2 separate regions of the Capra hircus genome follow, and region 1 is linked to region 2. The links are chromatin contacts, called in public Hi-C maps. All regions are on one chromosome and are shown on one strand. The core of a region is the stretch at or near the end of the contact, and the rest is flanking DNA. Distances in the headings are between cores, read along the strand shown. Region 1 has its middle 16 kb from the start of FGF1. Region 2 overlaps ARHGAP26 (rho GTPase-activating protein 26).

Region 1 (4,276 bases), core at 193-2,692, 190 kb after region 2:
GTTCTTGGGCTTTACCCCAAAGGAAACCTGCCTTTGTCCACTCTGTTCTCTCCTTTCCCCCTGCCCCCCTGGGGTCCCCACCCCTGCTGGACCTGGCCCTGAACTTTTGTGAGTTTAAACAAAACCAGAATGGGGTGGGATAAATAAGACAAGAGCTGTGAGAGGTTAGGGGAAAAGGAAGAGAAAATCAGGGCTAACCCGGCGGGGTCAGTTGCACAGAAAGGAGAAAGGGAGGGGCTGCAGCAGCATTGGGAAAGAATGGAAGCCCAAGGTCAGGAAGGGAACTTGGCGTATAGGGAGCTTCCATGCGGCTTCCCCCTGTAGCCAGAACCGCACCCTTCGGGACTCCCTCGGTCTTTGGTTTTCTGTGGCCATCCTATCTTCTACAGGAAGAGTGGATGCTCCATGAGGACAGACGTCCAACTTAGCACTCCTTTGTATCTCCCAGAGCCAGAGATTCCACAGGTTCATGCACAGTGACAGACCTCAGTATCCTCAGGTGTTCTCAGGCAAGTGACCTGAAGAAGATGTTGGGCATCAAGAAGGTGGGCTCTTAGATTCCACTTCCTGGCAGAAATGTGATGAGATCAGATAGCAAGGTGGTTTTGCCTCCCAGCCAATAACCAGGGAGATGCTTTGGACTGGAGGGCAGTGGTGCTCAAGCTAGACCCTGCAGAGCAATCACCTTGGGGGAGGGGGGGCTGCTTATTAAAAGAAACGGCTGCCCCGCCGCCAAGGCGTCGGATACAGCTATCTGAGATGGGGCCAAGAGTTTGCTTTTCCAACTACTTCCCAGGTAGTTGGACCAAGGATCACACTTTTGAGAAACCTGGCTCTACAGTCCAAGGTTGTGTGGTGTTAGTCGTTAAGTCTCATCTGACTCTTTGCGACCCCATGAACTGTAGCCGGCTCGGCTACTCTGTTCACGGAATTCTCCAGGCGAGGGTACTGGAGTGGGTAGCCACTCCCTTCTCCAGAGCATTTTCCCAACGCAGGGATCAAACTCAGGTCTCCAGCATTGCAGGCAGATTCTTTACTGTCTGAGACACCAGGGAAGCCCAGAGTCCAGGACTGAAGTCTAATTCTGAAGCCACATCATTCAGCTACTTGATGGAAGAAAAGTAACTGCTCCCTGCTCCACTCTTCCCTGCCGAGCAGGTCACTCAGTCTTCCGTTTTCAGGGCCTTCATCCAGACCATAAATGCCTACGACGGTGTGGAGGGTGCCCCCTTGTGGCACAAATGGAAAATTACCTGAACTGAAATTTGCTCACTTTTACCCTTAACAAAGGTTGTTGAACAAATTTAGTTTTTTTTCTGTCAGACAAAAGATCCCTGGAAACTTGAGATGCTCATCATTCACTAGATCTGGTCCATGAGGAAGGGCCAACGGTCCTTTCAGATGGGTGATGAGTTGAATGCTTGGCACAAAGTTGTCTGAGGACAGCAGAAATGATTTATTCTCTTGGCTTTGGGATTTTACAGGGTGAGAAGTATTTTAGGAGAACAGTCCAAACCGGATTACTCACTAAATTCTCTGTTGGAGAAGATGCCTTTGTAACAGACGTTAGAACTGGACAATTTCAAAGCCCTGGAAGCACTATGTGACTAAGAAGGGACCTTAGGATGACTATGAACCATTTCCCCTCTGACTTCCCTGAAATGAGAAAGCTGGCATTATTAACTGTGATCTAGTGTGAAAACACTTCGGCGCCCAACTCTTACCAACAGATTTGGCAAAAGCACAAGTTTCTTGCAGGAATTACAACATCCTTATAGGCTTTGCTGCCACCTGCTGCTCAGGCCTGGGATGTGCAGGAAATGGTAACCAGGAAAATGTCAGCTGAGCAGGCTTCTCAGCCTTTATAGTATATTAGCATCTCAGCATCTGCTGGAGGGCTTGTTAAACCATAGATTTTTGGGCTCCACCTCCAGGGATTCTGATTCAGCAGGACTGAGATGGAGCCTGAGAATCTGCATTTCTAATAACTTCCTGGATGACGATGCTGCTTGCTGGCTGGGAGGCAGGCAACTGGATGGCACTTGTAGTTTCTCTTTACATCATACATACGCTAGAACCTGACCATCAATCAGTGTAAGTTGCAAGCAACCCAAAGCTTCTAATTTAGGGCTTCTCACCTTGGGCCCTACTCATATTCTGACCTGATAATTTTCTGTGTATGTGTTTTGGGGGGTGGGAGCTATTCTGTAAGTTGTAGGATGTTTAGCAACATCCATCCCTGTCCTCTACCCACTAGATGCCAGTAGCACCCCTCTCAGGCATTAGCGCCTGAGAACCACTGCTCTAAAAGGTGGGTAGATTTCCTCTCTCACTTGATAGACTGTGACAGTGTCCCATAGTACTGCCTTTAATACAAGATGCTACTGACCTACAGTAAATTTTCAGTTCTATGGGTTTAACTAACAACAAAAAATAACGGCTTACATTCGTTGACTACCTACTCTAGGCAAGGCACTCTACTAATGCTTTTTAATTACCCTCTTTAACTCCTACAAACACTTTCTTACTAATGAGGAAAATGGAGCTTCCATGGATTAAATAACTTGTCCAAGGTCATGGTTAATACCAGTTAGATCTGGCTGGGACAGGGGAGTGTGTGGCTGAACCAACCAGCACAGTTCCATAGCAGTAGAAAGCAAGTCACAAATAAAAGCCATATATATAATTTTACATTTTATAGAAGTCACAGTAAAACAGAAAAAACAAACTAATTTTCATATCCTCTATGTGAGAATCAGAAGATAAAGAAGGCTGAGCAACAAAGAATTGATGCTTTCAAACTGTGGTGCTGGAGAAGACTCTTGAGAGTTCCTGGACAGCAAGGGATCAAACCAGTCAATCTTAAAGGAAATTAACCCTGAAAATTCACTGGAAGGACTGATGCTGAAGCTGAAGCTCCAACACTTTGGCCAGTTCAGTTCAGTCACTCAGTTGTGTCTGACTGTTTGCAACCCCATGGACTGGAGCACCCCAGGCCTCCCTGTCCATCACTAACTCCCAGAGCTTGCTCACACTCATGTCCATTGAGTTGGTGATGCCATCCAACCATCTCATCCTCTGTTGTCCCCTTCTCCTCCTGCCCTCAATCTTTCCCAGCATCAGTCTTTTCTAATGAGTCAGTTCTTTGCATCAGGTGGCCAAAGTATTGGAGCTTCAGCTTCAGCATCAGTCCTTCCAATGAATATTCAGGACTTATTTCCTTTAGGATTGACTAGTTTGATTTCCTTGCAGTTCAAGGGACTCTCAAGAGTCTTCTCCAACACCACAGTTCAAAAGCATCAATTCTTTGCCACTCAGCTTTCTTGATGGTCTAACTCTCACATCCATACATGACTACTGGAAAAACCATAGCTTTGACTAGACAGACCTTTGTCGGCAAAGTAATGTTTCTGTTTTTTAATATGCTGTCTAGGTTGGTCATAGCTTTTCTTCCAAGGAGCAAGCATCTTTTAATTTCATGGCTGCAGTCACCATCTGCAGTGATTTTGGAACCCAAGAAAAGTCTGTCACGGTTTCCATTGTTTCTCCATCTATTTGCCATGAAGTGATGGGACCAGATTCCAAGATCTTAGTTTTTTGAATGTTGAGTTTTAAACATCTACTTCTAAAAAAAATAAAAAATAAAAAAATTAACATGTACTTCTGCTTTATTGACTACACCAAAGCTTTTGACTGTGTGGATCACAACAAACTGGAAAATTCTTAAAGAGATGGGAATACAAGACCATCTTACGTGCCTCCTGAGAAATCTGTATGCAGGTCAAGAAGCAACAGTTAGAACTGGACATGGAACAATGGACTGGTTCCAAATTGGGAAAGGAGTATGTCAAGGCTGTATACTGTCATCCTGCTTATTTAACTTATATGCAGAGTACATCAAGTGAAATGCCAGGCTGGATGAAACACAAGCTGGAATCAAAATTTCCAGGAGAAATATCAATAACCTCAGATGTGCAGATGACACCACTCTTATGGCAGAAACTGAAGAGGAACTTAAGAGCCTCTTGATGAAAGTGAAAGAGGAGAGTGAAAAGCTGGCTTAAAACTCAACATTCAAAAACTTTGGCCACCTGATGCAAATGTCCGATTCACTGGAAAAGACCCTGATGCAGGGAAAGAGTGAAGGCAGAAGGAGAAGAGGGCAACAGAGGATGAAATGGTTGGATGGCATCACTGATTTAACAGACATGAATGTGGGCAAACCCAGGAGACGGTGAGGGACAGGGAAACGTGGCCTGCTGCAGTCCATGGTGCT
Region 2 (4,350 bases), core at 1,749-4,248:
TGAAGAATGCAGGCTCGCTCAGGAGCCACAGGGTCTCTTTTAGCATACACCTGAGACAGTTCAAGCAAATTTTTAAGAGTGAAGAGGATATTCATGTAGCCAAGCATGGAGTTACACTAGCAAACTGCCCTGTCTCTCCAAAACATATACCCCATCACCCTGAAAATCTCCATGAACCAAATAAAAATGGTCACAGCTCCAAGTTCACAAAGCCAACTTTTCTTTCCAAGTCAACCACTCTTTAAAAAGACTTTATGCAAAAACAAACAAACAGGGGCTGATCAAAGAATTTACTTTTTTAAACAAGGTAACCTCTGCACAAAATATATGAGAGACAATAAAATACTGCTTAAAAGAAAAAAAAATGTCAAGTAGCGGTTGGATTTTTTTTTTTTTTTTCATTTCACATTAAGGAAGGATGACCAAAGGGTTTCAGATACTAACATTTCAAATCAGTGATGTAAGGAGAAAGTCAAAAGGCAAGGTAAGGGCATACAGAATCAAAAGTCAAGGGTGAGAGAAACAGGAAAACAGATCTCAGTTTGAAAGGAGGAAGCACAGTCTAGTGATTAGGGTGATTTTGACCAGCTGCATGTTCCTTGCCATGGACAGGATGGACAGCACACAGTGTGAGCTGCAGTTTGAGAAGGGACAAAGGCCACGTGGGCAGCAAGCATGGAAGGAGGGATGAGAATGAAGCTCCTGGCTTCTGAGGTCGCTGCCAACCCTAGGATGTTCCAGCAAAGAGTAACCAGCACATATCCACAGTACCATGGAAACATTAAAACACTTTATTCAGGACACTAGTAAAGTCTCTTACCTCCTGAAGCTGAGACTCTTTCTTCTTGGAAGACAAATTCAAGTGTTTTTCTAAAATGCCACAATACTTCTCTGTCTCCTTGTCATACTTCTTTTTGGCCTCCTGGCAAAAAAAAAAAAAAAAGAGGAAAAGAGAAAGAAAAAAGAAAAATAAGATGTTCCAGGAATGAAAGCAACCCAGGGTCAGACTCTTCCTGTTCATCTTCACGGGTTAATCATTCCCTTAGACCCAGAAATGTGGCAGACCACCCAGCTCCTGCTCTTCCAATAATGCCCACAAAACCAAACAACCACACATCAATATCCTGACCGCTCTGAGGGTCTACCATAGAGGAGCCACTGCAATACCAGAAACGAGGTAGACACCAGTATTTCACAGTGCCAGAGTCAGGACTCCACCTTCTAAAAACTTCAGTTGTAAGATAGAAATTTCTAGTTTATAACTCACAAGGATGTTCAAAGCCAAAGGAAGAAGGAAAGTTATCTGTAAAGCTAATCCCCAAACAGGAAGGTCTACATACACCTTAAAGGGGACAAGTCTCAACTAATGGTAGATCAAGCTTTAACCATGTTCAAAAAGCACTGTTTAATTTGGAGACCTAAACATCCTTGATGCAATAATATCACATATGGATCTTCAAGGTAAGGAATCATTCAAAACAAAGAAGATGTTATCTTCCCAGATGTGTTCACTGCAACAGCATTTATAATAACCAAAAAAAAAAAGAAAGAGTAACATTGCTGCCTAAGAACAGAATTTGGGATAATTAAAATATGAGGTACTCAATACACATAACTTAGAAGGCTAGCTATCATATGGAAGGATGCTCACAACGTAATGAAAAGTAGTGACAGCATGATACAAACTTGTTGCATCCTACAAAGGATGTGTCTACCTGCAGACAAACATTAGGTGGGAAGGCACTTCAGTGAAAATACCTGAGATAGGAAATGGCATAATGAGTGATGTTTTCCTCCATTAGGGAGATGTCTATTATCCTATATGATTGCTTTCAAAATAAAAAATATATGTATGTAAACATTATATTACAAGTAATAATCCCTGCTCTCCCAAAGTCACTGAGTTTCTATTCCCTATTTTACAGATAAGAAAACTTAGATGCAGGAGGTTAACTTCTGTAAAAAGTTCCAGAGAGTGACAAGAGCTGGAGTCTGAGCCCAAGACAAGCTGCTTCTAAGCCCACACCTGGACATACTGTCGTAGGTGGTTTCTCTCCCCTCCACATTTCAGTGGGGATGGCAGGCAAGGGGGCTGGAGGAAGGTCCACCATGGCCTGATAAACAGGATCAAATGCACTAACTGGGTACATCACTCCTGCTTTTGACTTTTGGGGATTCCACAGGAGATATTTTTCTGCAACTCCAAGGCTTATAAGAGGAGAAAAAAAGTTGTGGCCAGATAAGGAAGCTGAGGCCCCTCTTCATTTAATGATGATGTAATGAGCAAACACTCTATGTAAAGATCCTTCAGGCACTGGAAATATAAGGCAGAAAAGGCCCCACCCTCATGGTGGGGGTGTTCAAGCAGAAGGAGAAACACAATTAACCAGAAAACAAACAGCACGATTTCAGACTGCCACAGGTCCATGAAGGGAACAGGGTGCAGCCCCAAAGATTCTTGCAGACAAGTGTTCTGGAGAGGCCTCCCTGGGGAGGGGAAGTGTTATCAAAGTGCTGCTCACCTAGTGAGCGGGAGGGGACTGATACATGCAGCTGGCAGAACACCCAGAGCCTAAGCGTCACGGAGACACCAAGAGACCATCACCTGAAGCGCCGACAAGCACCCGTGGCATCAGAACATCATTCATCGGGTCAACACCAAGACTCTAAGCCTCACAAAATGGGCAGAATCATCATTACCCATTTGAGCTGGCATGTGTCCATTTCTACAAATCTGAATTTTGTTTGAAAGTCTTACATACATGAAAAAACATGTAAAAGCAAGTGGAGACAAAGCCAGAGGACACATTAATCCTTCAAACAGGAAAGGTATAGGCAAGACACTTGACTCAATGCTTTTCCTTCACAGAAATCTAGTGACTTGGAGCTGCGGTTCCAACTCTGCTTAATACTCATACAGCCCTTTCACCAGCCTTGTCAGCAACCCCCAAAAGACAACCCTGTGCCAGCACAGTCCAGCTGACCAGAGGTGAGAAGAGGCCTGGGAACATGAGTCATTGACATTCTGTAACTTTCTGGCAACTTGAGCCTCCACATTCCATGCTCAAGAGGACAGCCAGAGCTTAAGGGAACAGGAAGCGGTTCCTGTCCTGAGAAAACAGAAACAAGATCTCTGGGGGCATAACTCCACTAAGACAGAGATAATGTTCTTTAGACAGGAAGGTAGTAAGACTCAGCCACTCAGGTACCAAGGTGGTATTCACTGACTTCCAGAGGGTACACAGTAGTTGGCAAAATGGATCCAAGACAGAGTTAGGATCCTGGTAATGATTCCCAACTCCATACAAACCTCTGTCCCTCCAGGACTCAATTTCCTGATCTATAAATTCAGGATGACTAAATCAGATAATGCCTCCAGTTTTCCCTTTCAGCTCAGAGACTAACATAAAAAGCATTAAGAACACCCACCCCATGGTAGGACTGTCAGGACTAAATGAGATTAGCCGTATCCAGTGCTTGGTAGAGCACCTGGCACATGGAAAGAGCTTGACAGAATTCCGTGCTGACGGTGGTGGCGGCAGCCGGGGTAGCGGCAGTGACGATGAGGTCCAGCATCTAAACCTACCTCCTTCTATCAAAACACCACTCGCTTTCCATGTCCCACACCCCAGGAAGGAAACCCTTCACAGCACCCACCGCCATGTGCGAGATCATATGCTTATTTATACCATTCTGTACAGGGCCTTCCTCCCTGCATGCCACAAGCAAGGCAACTACATCTGCATTTATTCTCCACCAAACAGCAATGTGGAGCACAGTGCCAGGCACGCAGCAGGCTTCCATCGTATCTTATGAATGAACTGCGTGTATGGAACAGAACAGCTAATACCAAATGACCTTATGACAGCATTCTGAGCACTGTATAGGGGTTCGCTGATTTCTTCCTCATAATAACTCTGTAAGGTGAGCACTACCATGATCCCCATTTCTCAGTTTAGGAAAAAGAAGGTCAGTAATCGCCCCATGTTTATATGTGAACAGCACAAATGGGATTTGGACTCGAGCAGCCCCACTCTGAACCACCCTCTCTGACGTCTACTGTAGTTTCACTGGAGAACCCAGCTTTGGCTGTAAGAAGAATCAATTCCCCCAAACTCAGGTATCTAAAATAAGGCCATGGCTAAGCCAAGCCCATAGGATCTTCCCTACCTCCAAAGCACCATATTAGCTCAAGAATGCTCCTCATTCATAGCCTTCACTCCCTGCCACCGCCCCCAGCACTCTAACTTTTGCTTCTTCGAGTAGCAACAGGTTGTTATAGCAACTGAACTGGCACCAGAGTGGGGAGGAGGATGGGTAATTTTAGCATCACACGGGCAGAGTTTGGAA

Evidence for each region. A called contact is a pair of places that touch in the nucleus more often than the background predicts.
Region 1: a Hi-C map of blood shows a contact between it and region 2, with 4 times the contacts expected there. The contact joins two enhancer-like sites. A contact is called at or near these places in 4 of 5 Hi-C or Micro-C datasets (blood and liver).

What each region holds. Positions count from the first base shown.
Region 1 is chr7:56,768,914-56,773,189 of ARS1.2, forward strand. No RefSeq gene overlaps it. Among named protein-coding and RNA genes, the nearest start is that of FGF1, 16 kb to the right of the region's middle. Within about 2 kb of position 1,443, at least 3 of the 5 cell types and tissues checked have an H3K27ac peak or open chromatin away from gene starts, as enhancers often do.
Region 2 is chr7:56,574,768-56,579,117 of ARS1.2, forward strand. ARHGAP26 (rho GTPase-activating protein 26) reads right to left here. Exons shown (of 22, transcript XM_018050208.1): 5 at 821-922. Among named protein-coding and RNA genes, the nearest start is that of ARHGAP26, 140 kb to the right of the region's middle. Within about 2 kb of position 2,999, at least 4 of the 5 cell types and tissues checked have an H3K27ac peak or open chromatin away from gene starts, as enhancers often do.